Regions from separate parts of the Mus musculus genome. Here region 2 is linked to region 1. The links are chromatin contacts, called in public Hi-C maps. All regions are on one chromosome and are shown on one strand. Each heading gives the region's core, a stretch centred on a gene start, on an enhancer-like site or on the middle of the called end of the contact. The rest is flanking DNA. Distances are from core to core; before and after follow the strand shown.

The links. Hi-C and Micro-C count contacts between places; a contact is called where the count stands out from the background.
Region 2: a contact with region 1 is called in a Hi-C map of centrocytes, with 2.0 times the contacts expected there. The contact joins two enhancer-like sites. A contact is called at or near these places in 1 of 39 promoter capture datasets (pre-B cells), 1 of 15 datasets of contacts at CTCF or cohesin (large pre-B cells), 23 of 484 Hi-C or Micro-C datasets (B cells, CD4 T cells, CD8 T cells and 12 more), 10 of 115 datasets of contacts at active chromatin or transcription factors (the 230-238 cell line, CD8 T cells, Th17 cells and 5 more) and 3 of 9 other capture datasets (adipose tissue, liver and pancreatic islet).

Annotation. Positions count from the first base shown.
Region 1 is chr13:30,832,223-30,837,915 of GRCm38.p6, reverse strand. The region is part of intron 23 of Exoc2 (exocyst complex component 2); the gene reads left to right. Among named protein-coding and RNA genes, the nearest start is that of Irf4, 86 kb to the right of the region's middle. Within about 2 kb of position 3,360, at least 87 of the 459 cell types and tissues checked have an H3K27ac peak or open chromatin away from gene starts, as enhancers often do. A contact at or near this core is called in B cells, CD8 T cells, Th17 cells and 8 more, where this site is marked.
Region 2 is chr13:30,763,684-30,769,834 of GRCm38.p6, reverse strand. Irf4 (interferon regulatory factor 4) reads right to left here. Exons shown (of 9, transcript NM_013674.2): 9 at 2,854-6,151. Among named protein-coding and RNA genes, the nearest start is that of Irf4, 18 kb to the right of the region's middle. Within about 2 kb of position 1,889, at least 50 of the 459 cell types and tissues checked have an H3K27ac peak or open chromatin away from gene starts, as enhancers often do. A contact at or near this core is called in B cells, CD8 T cells, Th17 cells and 8 more, where this site is marked.

The DNA of each region.
Region 1 (5,693 bases), core at 2,111-4,610:
GCACACGTACACAGCAAAGTAAATAAATGCACAAAATACAGTTTGCCTGAATACTACATTGTATAAGCAGGAGGGGGTGGGGGAGGAAGGAAGATAAAGACACCTGAGATAAAACCCTCAGCAATTAGCCATGTTTTTAAGTATTTGGAAGAAAATGAAGCATTTTGTGTCTATCAGAGCAAGTTAAAGAATGTTAGTAAAACCTGTATTGTACACGGTACTCAGGATGCCTTTTTTTTTTTTTATCAATTGACTTCAATTTTCTGATAATACCAAACACTAATAGTCAGAATGTTTGACTGACAACCACAGTAAATTCCCAAATATGATATACTTGAAAACCCATTCTTGCCTTTTGAAATTGCTGTCACTTTTGGTTACAAATGCTGTGACAGCCTGTGATTATAGTGACAAGGACTTTTAGGAATTTTCTGTAGAATGCATAGCACGTTAGCAAGTTTGTGTGTTAAAGAGCTATAATAGTAGGTTTTATAAAATTACAGAAACTGTCTTCATGGACTTAAAATATGATGGAGATGAAAAATATAATATCTTGTACTCTGTCCTGGATAGTGTAAAGAAAAGAAAAGTGATTTGCATTCTTGGGCTTTTATTTCTCTACTTTGTTGTTTGCTGCTATGGCTTGTGTTTTTATATTTGCTGAGAAATGGGTCTACCAAAAAAGAAAGTCTGGCAATTCCTGTTTTGTTTTTATTAGAGGTAGTGCTGCTTGTATATGTGAGAGCCCATATGGGACAGCACTGAAAGTAGACTGTTGAACAAGGGTATGCTTTGGGTGGGACTGGAGCCCCGATGTCCAGCTGCTCACTAGATAACTGGCTACACATACTACAGAATAGTGTGTGCAGTGACTGAGCACTGTAGCCCAGCATGCATGTGCACAGTGACCACATTCTACAGGTTAGTGTGTGTGTGTATGTGTGCAGTGACCATACACGATAGCCCAGCATGCATGTGAGCAGTGACCACATGCTAGAGGTCAACGTGTCTGTATGCCCTTATAGTTAGGCAAGGGCTGCTACAGTCTACTGGAAACCCTACTTCCCATCCTTATCCTGCCAGTGCATGTGGAACTACATGTTTGTATGCATGTGAACATGTGAAACATCAAATGGTATACAAAGGGATTATATAGTTCATTATGTAGTAGTTATACTTTATTTTAAGACTAGAAAAACTCCTTTGAAAGATCTTGACAGTGATAGATTTTTAGTGAGAAGTAAAGATACCTCTTTCAAATACACCTGCATTTATTTCTTAGTATGACAGTTTCTCAGTTATGAAAGTCAGTAAATCTAAGGCAGCAAAATAAAGTGGACTTAGTCCTAGACCTTCAGCTTATTTAAATATTAACTCCAGCACACTTCTCATACTCTGCAAGTATGAAACCATCTATTGTGTTGCTGTTGACTGAATTCCTGTTCACTCCTGGGAGAGGGTTCTGCTGTTTTTTCCTATATCTTTGACCGTGGAAATGTATGTTACAGTGGAGCTTTCTGAATCTAGACCACAGCCACCACAATATTCAGACCCAGTTAGCACTGCAAATATACCATTTGACACGTTTTATAAAATAGGCGTTTCTGCATTTAGATCATGTTATAACTTTAGGTGTAAATATACTTGTATTGAGAGGGTTAAAATTTGTATACCTTTGATTTGAACAATCCTATAGACTTTTAGGTTGTACCTCCTGACAGCAAATATGATGTTTTAATCACCGTGGGGAGCCATGAACAAGTCCTTCCTTTGGCAGAGCTATCAGGGAGAGTGAAGGCATTGCATTTCTTTGGCATTAAAAACCTGCATTGAGCTATTGCAGATCACTCAGGATATATCTAGCAGAGAGGATATATCTAGCAGAGAGGATATATCTAGCAGAGAGGATATATCTAGCAGAGAGGATATATCTAGCAGAGAGGATATATCTAGCAGAGAGGATATATCTAGCAGAGAGGATATATCTAGCAGAGAGGATATATCTAGCAGAGAGGATATATCTAGCAGAGCACCGGGAAAGCAAGCTTCTTGTGAGGACAAAGAGCAGCTCAGGGGCTGGAGTGAAATAGCCACTTGAATCCACATGTGTGAAGGAAGATTGCATCGTAAAGAGTCAGAAACAGAATCCCGTGTATGAAATGAGGAGCTGAGCCCTCCTCTATCCTCTTGCTCCCCTTGGATTGTGTGTCTTGTCCTCAGAACCATCTCCGAAAGCTGTTATCGAAGCTCTACAAATAAAGGCTCAGGCAGGTAGACAGCCCCTGGGGAGCCAGAGGCTCACTCAGATCCACCACCCTGCCCTTTCTACGTAACCTCTGTCTTCTGCCATTGGATCCACCAGTGCAGAAGCAGCACTTTGTGTCTTTAATACTCTCAGCAGATTAGTGGCTTGTGCAAAAACATAGGACTCTAGAGACAGACACTTGTACCTGGATTCTTACTGTGGAAATGGGGCTTGACTAATTCACAACTGTTGACTTCTAGTTTTCACATGACCAAACTTTTTAATATCTAGATTGATCCTTTGATTTAATGACTAAAGTTACAACAGTGGGCCACTCCTTCATATGAAAGATTAGTCTATGGAGCTGGATGTTGAGGATGAGGCTCACACCCAGTTCTTTCTCTGCCCCACAGTTGGTTCCAGTGCTGGGGCACCTCACTACAGCTCACTGCTCTCATAAGCCCGAGAGCAGCTCTGCACCTTCTGCACACGGGTGCCAGGCCATGGGCGGGCTCCTCACATGGGCGGGCTCCTCACATGGGTGGGCTCCTCACATGGGTGGGCTCCTCACATGGGCGGGCTCCTCACATGGGCGGGCTCCTCACATGGGCGGGCTCCTCACATGGGCATGCTCCTCACATGGGCATGCTCCTCACATGGGCATGCTCCTCACATGGGCATGCTCCTCACAGCTGACGTGTTTTCCAGAGTCCACAGCTCAGTAGCCTGCTACCCAGCAGTGCTTCCAGCCCAAGCGTCAGGTTTCAATCTTACAATCTTACTGAAATAATATTTTCTTTAAACTGGCCTCCTTGAGATTTTGAAAATTGAACAGTTCCTATTTATGCAATATTATGTTCAGAGTGGTAGTTTACAGTGTGAATAAAAACTCTCATTTGCATGGAGAGAGTGAATCTTTTTTGTTGTTACTTTCACTTTTCCAGTTAAGACTGCTTTCTAATGAAAGGCTTGATGAGGGGATGAGAGAGGGGTGTGTGTGAGTGTGTGTGTGTGTTGGTGTGTTAATGTTGTGTGTGTGTGTAGTTAGTTGAGACAGAGTAGTTTTAATGTGTCAGTTCGTGTTAATTCTGTCTCCTTTGAAGGCTGAAGTTCAGGATGTCAGGGTTATGAGGAACTGGCTGACTCGTGCGCTAATGCTGCAGACTGTTCTGTGACATGCGCTGTTGATGTGATCCATGGTTCCTGTAACACATCACGTAAACTGCTGAGGAGAGGCTGGGGACTTGCGTCCCCCTTGCCTATTTCTAAGTCTTGAAAGCTGTTTTTCTAAACAGCTTTTAATAATAAGGCAGTTTATTGATACTAAGTTCCACTGAATTTTATTTATATGTATATAAAAGTAAACCATGAACTCATTAGTATTTTCATTGCTGGTAATACTTTGTTTTCTAAAGAGTAGAGTTTTCCTATGAAATCCACCATAGTGATCAGTAGGACCACATTTTGATACAGGAAAAGTCCTGGTATAGAAAACAGCACTATAGAGGCAGAAGTTATTATTCACACACTCACAGTAGGGCCACCTTGCCCCTGAGGATACAAGTCAGTATGGGAATGTACACCAAAACAGGGAGACCTGTACTTCCAACAGAAATTTGCTTTCTCCATTACAACAAAAGCTAATTGTATTATGTGATATTTAGGCTTCTTTGTCTGTTATGCCAATACTGATAAAGTTTCTGACTATCTTTAAAAAAAAAAAAAAAAAACAGGCAGTATGTGTCTTTAGAGTATAGTTGAATAGATAGTTTACTTAAAAAGAAAAAAAAAAAAAAAAAACAGCCCAGGCTTCTTTCATGTAATGTTTCAGTTTGACAATTTTAAAAAGTACATTGTGGGATATTTATAGTATTTTTCGATCTATTTTTGTCAGTAGACTAGGAGTGCTAACTGATTTAGGGCACAGGGGTTAAAAACAGGAAATGTGGTGTACGAAGTAGGTTGTCTCCAGACTTTCCAATTTCTTGAAGTATTACCTACCGGGGAGTGCCGGGTTTCAAAACAACACTAGCAGAGAACTTTGAGTTTGTCCATAGAGAAGCAATGTCTGTTGTGCCAGGAAGTGGTTCACGGGAAGGAAGGTCTGCATTCTTGGTATGGCTTCACATGGTACGGCATGCTTTCTGTAACTCCTTTTGAGACTCCAGACAGGCAGAGGAGTGAAAGGCTTGGCTTCGTCCACCTTTACATTTTGCTTAAAATGCTACTTGATTTTTTTTTCAATGAAAAGTTTTGTCAAATTGCTGTTTAAAAGTTTTCAATGAACTGTTGAGTTGGGACATGTTGTAGCACCAGGCAACCCATGGTTAAAATGCATGGAGAAGCAAGACCTCTGTTTCCTGTGGCCTTTTGAATGACAGCTTGGCAGAATCTACCAAGACTGAAAACCCTCCAACGCAGCAGTTCCACCTCTAGGTTATCCTATTAAAATAAAATGAGCTAGGTGATACATCCCTGTAGTCCCAGCACTCGGGATGCGAGGAGGGGGATTATTGCAAATTCTGGACCAGCAGGTCTACAAAGTACATCTACATGTGTACTATATGAGCTCAAACCTATGACATTTCTGGAAAAGACAGAATGGTAGGGGTTTGCGGGGAGAGAAAGCAAGCAGCTTCAAGGTTAATGGAGAAGGAGACATCCATGAGAGAGGCAGCAGTGACGTTTCAGGCACAAAGACTGTCACATCACTGTAGTGGTGAGCATATTCCACTAAGCCGACAGAATGTGCATCTCCAGCAGTGGCCCTGTTGTGGGCCCTGGCCTCTGTTGCTAGGGCCATCAGTGTATCAGCTGTACCCTCTAGTGATGCGGGTGTGTGTGAGCGGGGCAGGCAGTGGGAAAGCTGTACTTGCCTGGGAGGAATCTGTCCTGAGTAGGAGCAGGATTGCATGGGAGGCTGTGTATTTCACTTGACATTACTAAAGGCCCGGCTTGCCCTGAAAAGCAGGTTGATTTGGTTTGTTTGTTTTGTTTACATTTGTTTCTTAAAGAATGTGATATAATTAAGTTTTAAGAAGATAATTGTAATCTCTTTTTTAAAACAAACAAACAAACAAACAAACATATTCCTAGGCAAAAGTCTGAAAGAACATACCAGATTGTCAGGTGTCATTCTCAGGGGAAAGTGGTCAAGACAACATTCATTGAATGTTTAGTTGTTATTAAATGAGCCCATACTTCCATGTTTATTTCTTTCCAGCAGAAATTTAATTTTGAAAATTTTAAAATATTTTAAAAAGTAAGGAGAAAGGCCTGTTCATTAAGACCTGCTCGTTTTTTAGCATATTCTTTCCTGTGGGTGTGTCCTCGGGAGCTGTTCATATTAGTAATAAAGAGAATCAAATCTGGCTGTGTAACACCTGGAGCGTCCCCAGACATTGAGGAGAGCTCAAAGCTCAAATGAATTACCTTGTCTCCAGCCAGC
Region 2 (6,151 bases), core at 640-3,139, 67 kb after region 1:
GTCCTGTCCCTTGCCTGAGCAGCAGAATAGAGTTGGCTCTGCTGGTGTTGGTGTGGGTGAGCTTCAACGGCAGAGCTGGAAAGCTTGCTCTGGCTCTAGATGCCTGTGGCATTGGGTGAGTTAGCCAGGGTACTCCTGGAGAGCTTGCCCTGGTGGTGTGGGTGCAGGAGAGCTGGCATGCTGACCAACTTAGCTACCACCCAGGCCCAGATCCAGGGTTTTGAGTTAGCTCTATGCCATCTATGAACTGCTGGTATATGTGAAGGAGAGGGTACTACAGGCCCAAAGCTTCAAGATCTCCATGACATAGGACAACAGGAGGAGATTCTATATGAGAAGAGCCCTGGTGAGGATCCAGTATTGACAGTGTAACAGAAGCCAGAGGCCTTGAACCAGACCAATGACTCATTGCAATGAACATTTGCATATAAGGAAGTGTGGACAAAAGGGTATACTGTGGGACACACTGTGACACACTGCAGCTTCCAAAAATTTTTTTTCGGAGGCGGGTAGGTGACAAGGGTGGAGGGTGGATATGAAGAGATGGGAGATGAGTGGGACTGAGGTACATGATGTGAAATTCATAAACAATCAATAAAAAGTTAAAAAAATAAAAAAGGAATGACCAGTGATATGCCATAGACACAAACAGTAAATACCAATGTTAATAGCTTTTGTGGCTGATGAGCACTACTGGGAGGTGATACAACCTTAAGTACAACCTTTGATAGGTGGGGTCTAGTGTGAGAAAAGTTAGATAATTGAAGATTATTATTGAAGATGCACCCTTGAAGGAGCTTCTAGTACCTAAACTCTGCCCCACCATCCTGTGTGTGTGAGGGGTTCTCGCACGTGTGTGTGTGTGTGTGTGTGTGTGTGTGTGTGTGTAAGTTCTGGCCCACAGTCAGCTCTGATCAGACCCATCTCAGCATCTCCATCATTTTCAGGTGTTGATCCACACCGTTAACCATGGAGTTGTTCTCTCATCTTGCAGCTATGGTTCTTTCTAACTCATGGCTCTCACCATTCCTTCCAGCATACTTTTCTCAGATCACTATCCCCCACTGTTCTGGCTGTTTTGATCCTTAGTCCCAAAGGAGAGGAGGCAAAGCAAGAGAAAGTATGAAATCGTTTCTCAGTGGCACAGAGATGCCACTGAAAGGTGAAGTGCTTAGAAAGAAAGGATGTTCTATCATCATGAGAGAGAGCTGGCCAGGTGAGCAGGTGGGCAGAAGTCTTCCAGGGAAGAGCAGGGTACCTGTGTAGACATCCTCTGGCCCCTGGCTTAGGCTGTAGAAGAAACATCCTTGGGTGCCCTATAATTCCTAACTAGACATTTATTAAAAGACATTTCTGCTAGAAAACATGAGATATTACAACCAACCTTGCAGTCCCTTCCCAGAAATAAGGCATGTAGGAGACGCCATGTTTTTGTTTGTTTGTTTGTTTGTTTGTTTCTGGGATGGATGAGTGTTGCCCATGTGAAAAACCCTGTATTTGTCTTAATACTACCAACTATAGAAAACCAAATCCAACAACCAAAGTTGTAACTGGAAAGAAAAGTCTAAGACCAGAAGCCCTGTGGGAATAGGAATATCATGTAAGAACTCAAAAGTCAGCAAAATCTCTTCAAACAAGCTTAGGTTCAAGTAGTAGAACTTTCTGGAGAAATCCTGGCTGTGCATGCTGGCCTGAGCCCATCTATACTTATGGGACACACAGAGCTCCCAAAGTAGGAATAGTAGAGCAATTGGTTTTTATTTAGTAAATTCAATATGTTGTTTAGATCCTTGCTAAATGCTTTTCTCAGATCTCTGAATCTCTGAGCTTTTCACAGGCCACAGTCCTATCCTGGGCTGACAGTCTTCCTATGACACTGGAAGATACGGAAGTTCACAGCCATGTCAGGAAGTGTGTGTGATACAGCTGAGAACGGCATTCTCTGACTTGGCTTCTCAGAGAGGAATTTCAGCCAAGGTTCTCCTAGGGATACCCAAGAGTCTACCGACACCCTGTGCCTCTCCCCCGGAATCTCTCCTATCAGAGTGCAGGCTCACTATATGCTACCCTCATGACAACAAACTCAGAGGAAATCAAAGTATAAAACAAACCATTAAAACAAGTTAAAAAATATTTTCCCTAATTGGAGAGATGGCTCAACTTGGATAATAGTCCTTGTTGCTCTTCCAGAGGACTGGAGTTCCAGGTTCTCGCGTATGTGGCTAACAACCACCTGTACCTACAGTTACAGGGGATCAGACCCCCCTCCCTGGCCCTACAAGTACTGCATGTGCATGTACCTACAAGTAGGTAAACTCACACACTAGATATTAAATTTTTTTTCTAAAAATGAAAAAAAAACACAACAAACAGAAAAAAAAAAAAAACACCAAGTCTACCAGGCCTTTCAGAACATAGGTCTAAGGAGGAGGAGGCAGAACAAAGGAGCCCAGTGTGAATAGTTGCTCCCTCAGACACAGCTGAGGGGACTTGTGCTAGTAATGACATGGTTGTAGAACTAGCTTGCTTCTTCCCCCTCTCTCCCCCCTCCCCTCTTCTTCCCTCCTCCTCCTCATCCTCCTCCTCCTCCTCCTTCTTCTTCCTCTCTCTCTCTCTCTCTCTCCCTCCCTCCCTCCCTCCCTCCCTCCCTCCCTCCCTCTCTCTCTCTCTCTCTCTCTCTCTCTCTCTCTCTCTCTCTCTCTCTCTCTCTCTGCTGAACACTTTAGAGATCTGATTTCAGGGACTCACAGGCAGCCAGGAAGGAAGTAGGCCACTGACAGCCTCACCAAGAACCCAGCAGATAGAGGAAGTGTTTCAAGGGCTGTGAGGATGGTATTAAATATGCTCCTCAGTCAATCTTTCTAGAAATCCTTTATTTATCAAATATTTTAAAACACACAGCTTTCCTTGTGAAGCAAGTTTACAGCAAAATCCATGGCCTATCCATCCAACGCCGCAGGCAGGATGGTGCCACACTTTCCTGTCGGGCTTAGACATGACAGGAAGCCAAGATATGAGCTCGAAGCCAGAGATCTCTGAGTCCTGGTCCCCAGCAGGTCTTTCACTGTGAAGGGGGTGCACAGCGCATGGGAGCAGAGGGGCAATGATGCCCTTCCACATGAGGTGGGTCCACCTTGAAGATTGTGAAGCCTGTAGCAGTGTCTAATAAGAACTGGCTTGCCAAACACTGTCTTCTACTTCAATATACTCTGGACTCATGTTCCTCAAAGCACTGAAAATGGGTCCAGGAAAATCAGCCTTCTCTGCGTTCACGTGACAGTGAGCAGCAATTAGCAAGGACTAAGTGAGTTTCACTTACGGTGCAGGCTTCTTCAATGAGTGAAGAAGCAACTTGCAAAAACATACATGTGGTAGGGCAACATTGCAATGTATGCAGCAGCCATGTGATTTAGGGAGATAAATAACAAAAACAGAGACCTTAACAATTTCACAATTTTCACCAATAACAAAAAACAACAACAAGAACAACAACAATTCACCAGTGGGATGGGCAAGACTGTGTGGAGAGGGATGAGGGGGCATGTAATTAAACCTTGTGTGGGTTTTTATCAAAATATCAGCAATGGGAAAGTTCGTTTAAAAAGTAATATTGAAGGCTCTTCCTGTGTAGGACATGACACCACCCTGACTCTCAGAATCCTCTGCTGCTGGGGCTCACATTCAGCCTGTCTGCAGGGCAAGGGCACCTCACATATCAGTCACCACACTCAGCCTGCTGGCGTTCCTGTGTCTGGCATACAGCCACTCAGGCACCGCACCTGGGCCTCTGCAGGCTGGGCATTCTCACGATAGAGCAAGCCTCTCTGTGCTCCAATCCCAGAGTGCATCTGGATTTCTACAGGTGGGGTCTACCAACTCTGTCCAGGACAACGACTGAGGGCTTTGGGGCTTCTAGTTTGAAACTAGATACTTAAGCCTGCTCAAGGACCAGAAACAAGCCAACAGAAAGCACCCGTGAGACTTGCATATTTTCTCCCTAGGATACAGTGTTCCTCAGCCTACCTCTTCAACGGCATCTTCCAGTGCAAGCAAACTAAATTCTACTGTGTGCATTGCACTTTGTTTCAGCAAGGGACGAGGAAGGTGTTCCTCTTTGTGTCAGGAGTGTTTACCCATCATTCCATTTGTCAAGATGGAAGGCATCAGCATGCATGGCTGTAAAGTGAAACATGAACTGGGGGCTCGAACCATACAGCATTTTCCAGAAAATTCAGCTTCACTGTTAAAACAGCTTAACATTAAGGAAAAAAACCAAAAACCAAAAGACTTCACATGGCAATTGAGACAAAGCATCTGCTTATGGACTGAAGAGTCATGGTCATACAGGACCAGGCAAGGGACCTTGGTGAAGTGCCAGATATGGTTAAGATACTCCAGGAGGACAGCTGTGGCTTGGGGCCTCAGGAAGAGTGCTTCCCGATTTTGCCTTCATCTTCCCTTGGGATAATATACCCCAGAATGTTTTGCATCTATAAGATGTATAAGTGACTTTAGTTCACGAGACTCAGTGGGCTGCTGGGATGGGTAGCTAAGAAGATGTCTAAACTGCACCTAGGCACATAGCAGTGGAAGTCCACATGCCACTCAAAAGATGAGGTAAATCTGTATAGTTGGGTACATAAGAGTGTCATCACATATCTCTCTCTCTCTCTCTAAGAAAGGGCAACTTCATATATATGTATTGAAAACTAAAACATGCTTAAAGGACAGACTGAACTCTTGGGGCTAATACTAGCAAGGAGGATTCGAACATAAAATGCATTTCAGTTCTTACCTTCTCTATGAAAAATGCTTCCATTTTCTGTAATGTGTATTATTTGTCAAAGGTTCCTTTTTAAAAATAAAACAATGAAATGAGACACCCAATGGTCCATTGCTTATTGAATGTATGCTGCTGAAAGACTTAAGAAGAAATATTAAGAGTGGCATGTTAAAAAAAAAATTAAAAAGAAGTAAGTGCCAAGTGTGCAAGAGCGCTTAACTCTTTCTGAGCCCGAAAGAGTCAGGAATGATGTTGTGGTAGGAGAAAAATCCCAGAGCATGGCAAAGCCACCTAAACAAAACAGTAACAATAAAGGATCAGACGGTTGTGAAGGCAAGTGAGACTCTTTGGGATTCTGTGAAAGAATGTGTTGTTGGAAAAGAAGCCCGGTAGCTTTGAGACTCTGTCAAACTATTATTGGCACAAGGAAGCATCTAATATACAAAATAAGCAGAAACAGCTCACTGAGTCTACAGCTGTACACTGAACCACTGGTGTCCGGGACAGTTCCCAACCTGCTCAAAGGCTCCGCCCTTCCAGTGTTGCCATGGGGACCACTGATGGCCAACAAAACAAATAGAAGGGGAAATGGCACAGAATTTTAAAAATCTATCTCTAGTATATTCGGTCTCTCTCTCTTCCTTTCTTTACAAAAAAGCAACAATTCTAAAGAATGAGAGGCAAAACAGAAAGGGGAGACAACAACAACAAAAAACTTTGTAGCCGTTGTTAGATCAGAGGAGATGCAAACATGTCTCATCTTATATGTCCCTGATGGTTTTTTGGCTCAAGTATGTGGCAACAAGAGTCCACCAGCTGGCTTTTAGGGAAGGGCAAGAAGAGGGAGCAAACAGGATGTAGGGTCTACTCAGAGAGAGTGCAGGATCAGGACATGATAGCCTAGACTGGACCTAAGAACCAAGTCCCTTCACTCAGTGGACATGATCTGGGCAACCTACAGCTCCTCTATCCAGGAATGCGTTTCTCTGTGAGTGGACAGCGTAGTCTCTAGTCTAGACTTTACTTCCCTGAGAAATGGACCAATAATACGTATGTCTTCTCTTGTCAGGGATTCATGCTGGCACAGGTTTTCAGTCTTCAAGCAAAAGTCCATCTATACCAGGCTAAAGCCAGCATTCAAGTACATGTAAACACAACACTGATCAAGTTTCACAGTTATAAGCCAGGGCACAGTCACCCAAGTCCTGGCACTTGTCAAGACCTGGATGACAGGCACTCTTCTGGGGGAAGCTCCTCTGTTGAGCAGATACAGCTGTTTTTCCTCACAAAGCCCTGTTGTTGTCTTCAAGTGGAAACCCACTCACTTCTTAGCTCTTCCAAAGAGAAAGGGCAGCAGCCGGCTGCCCT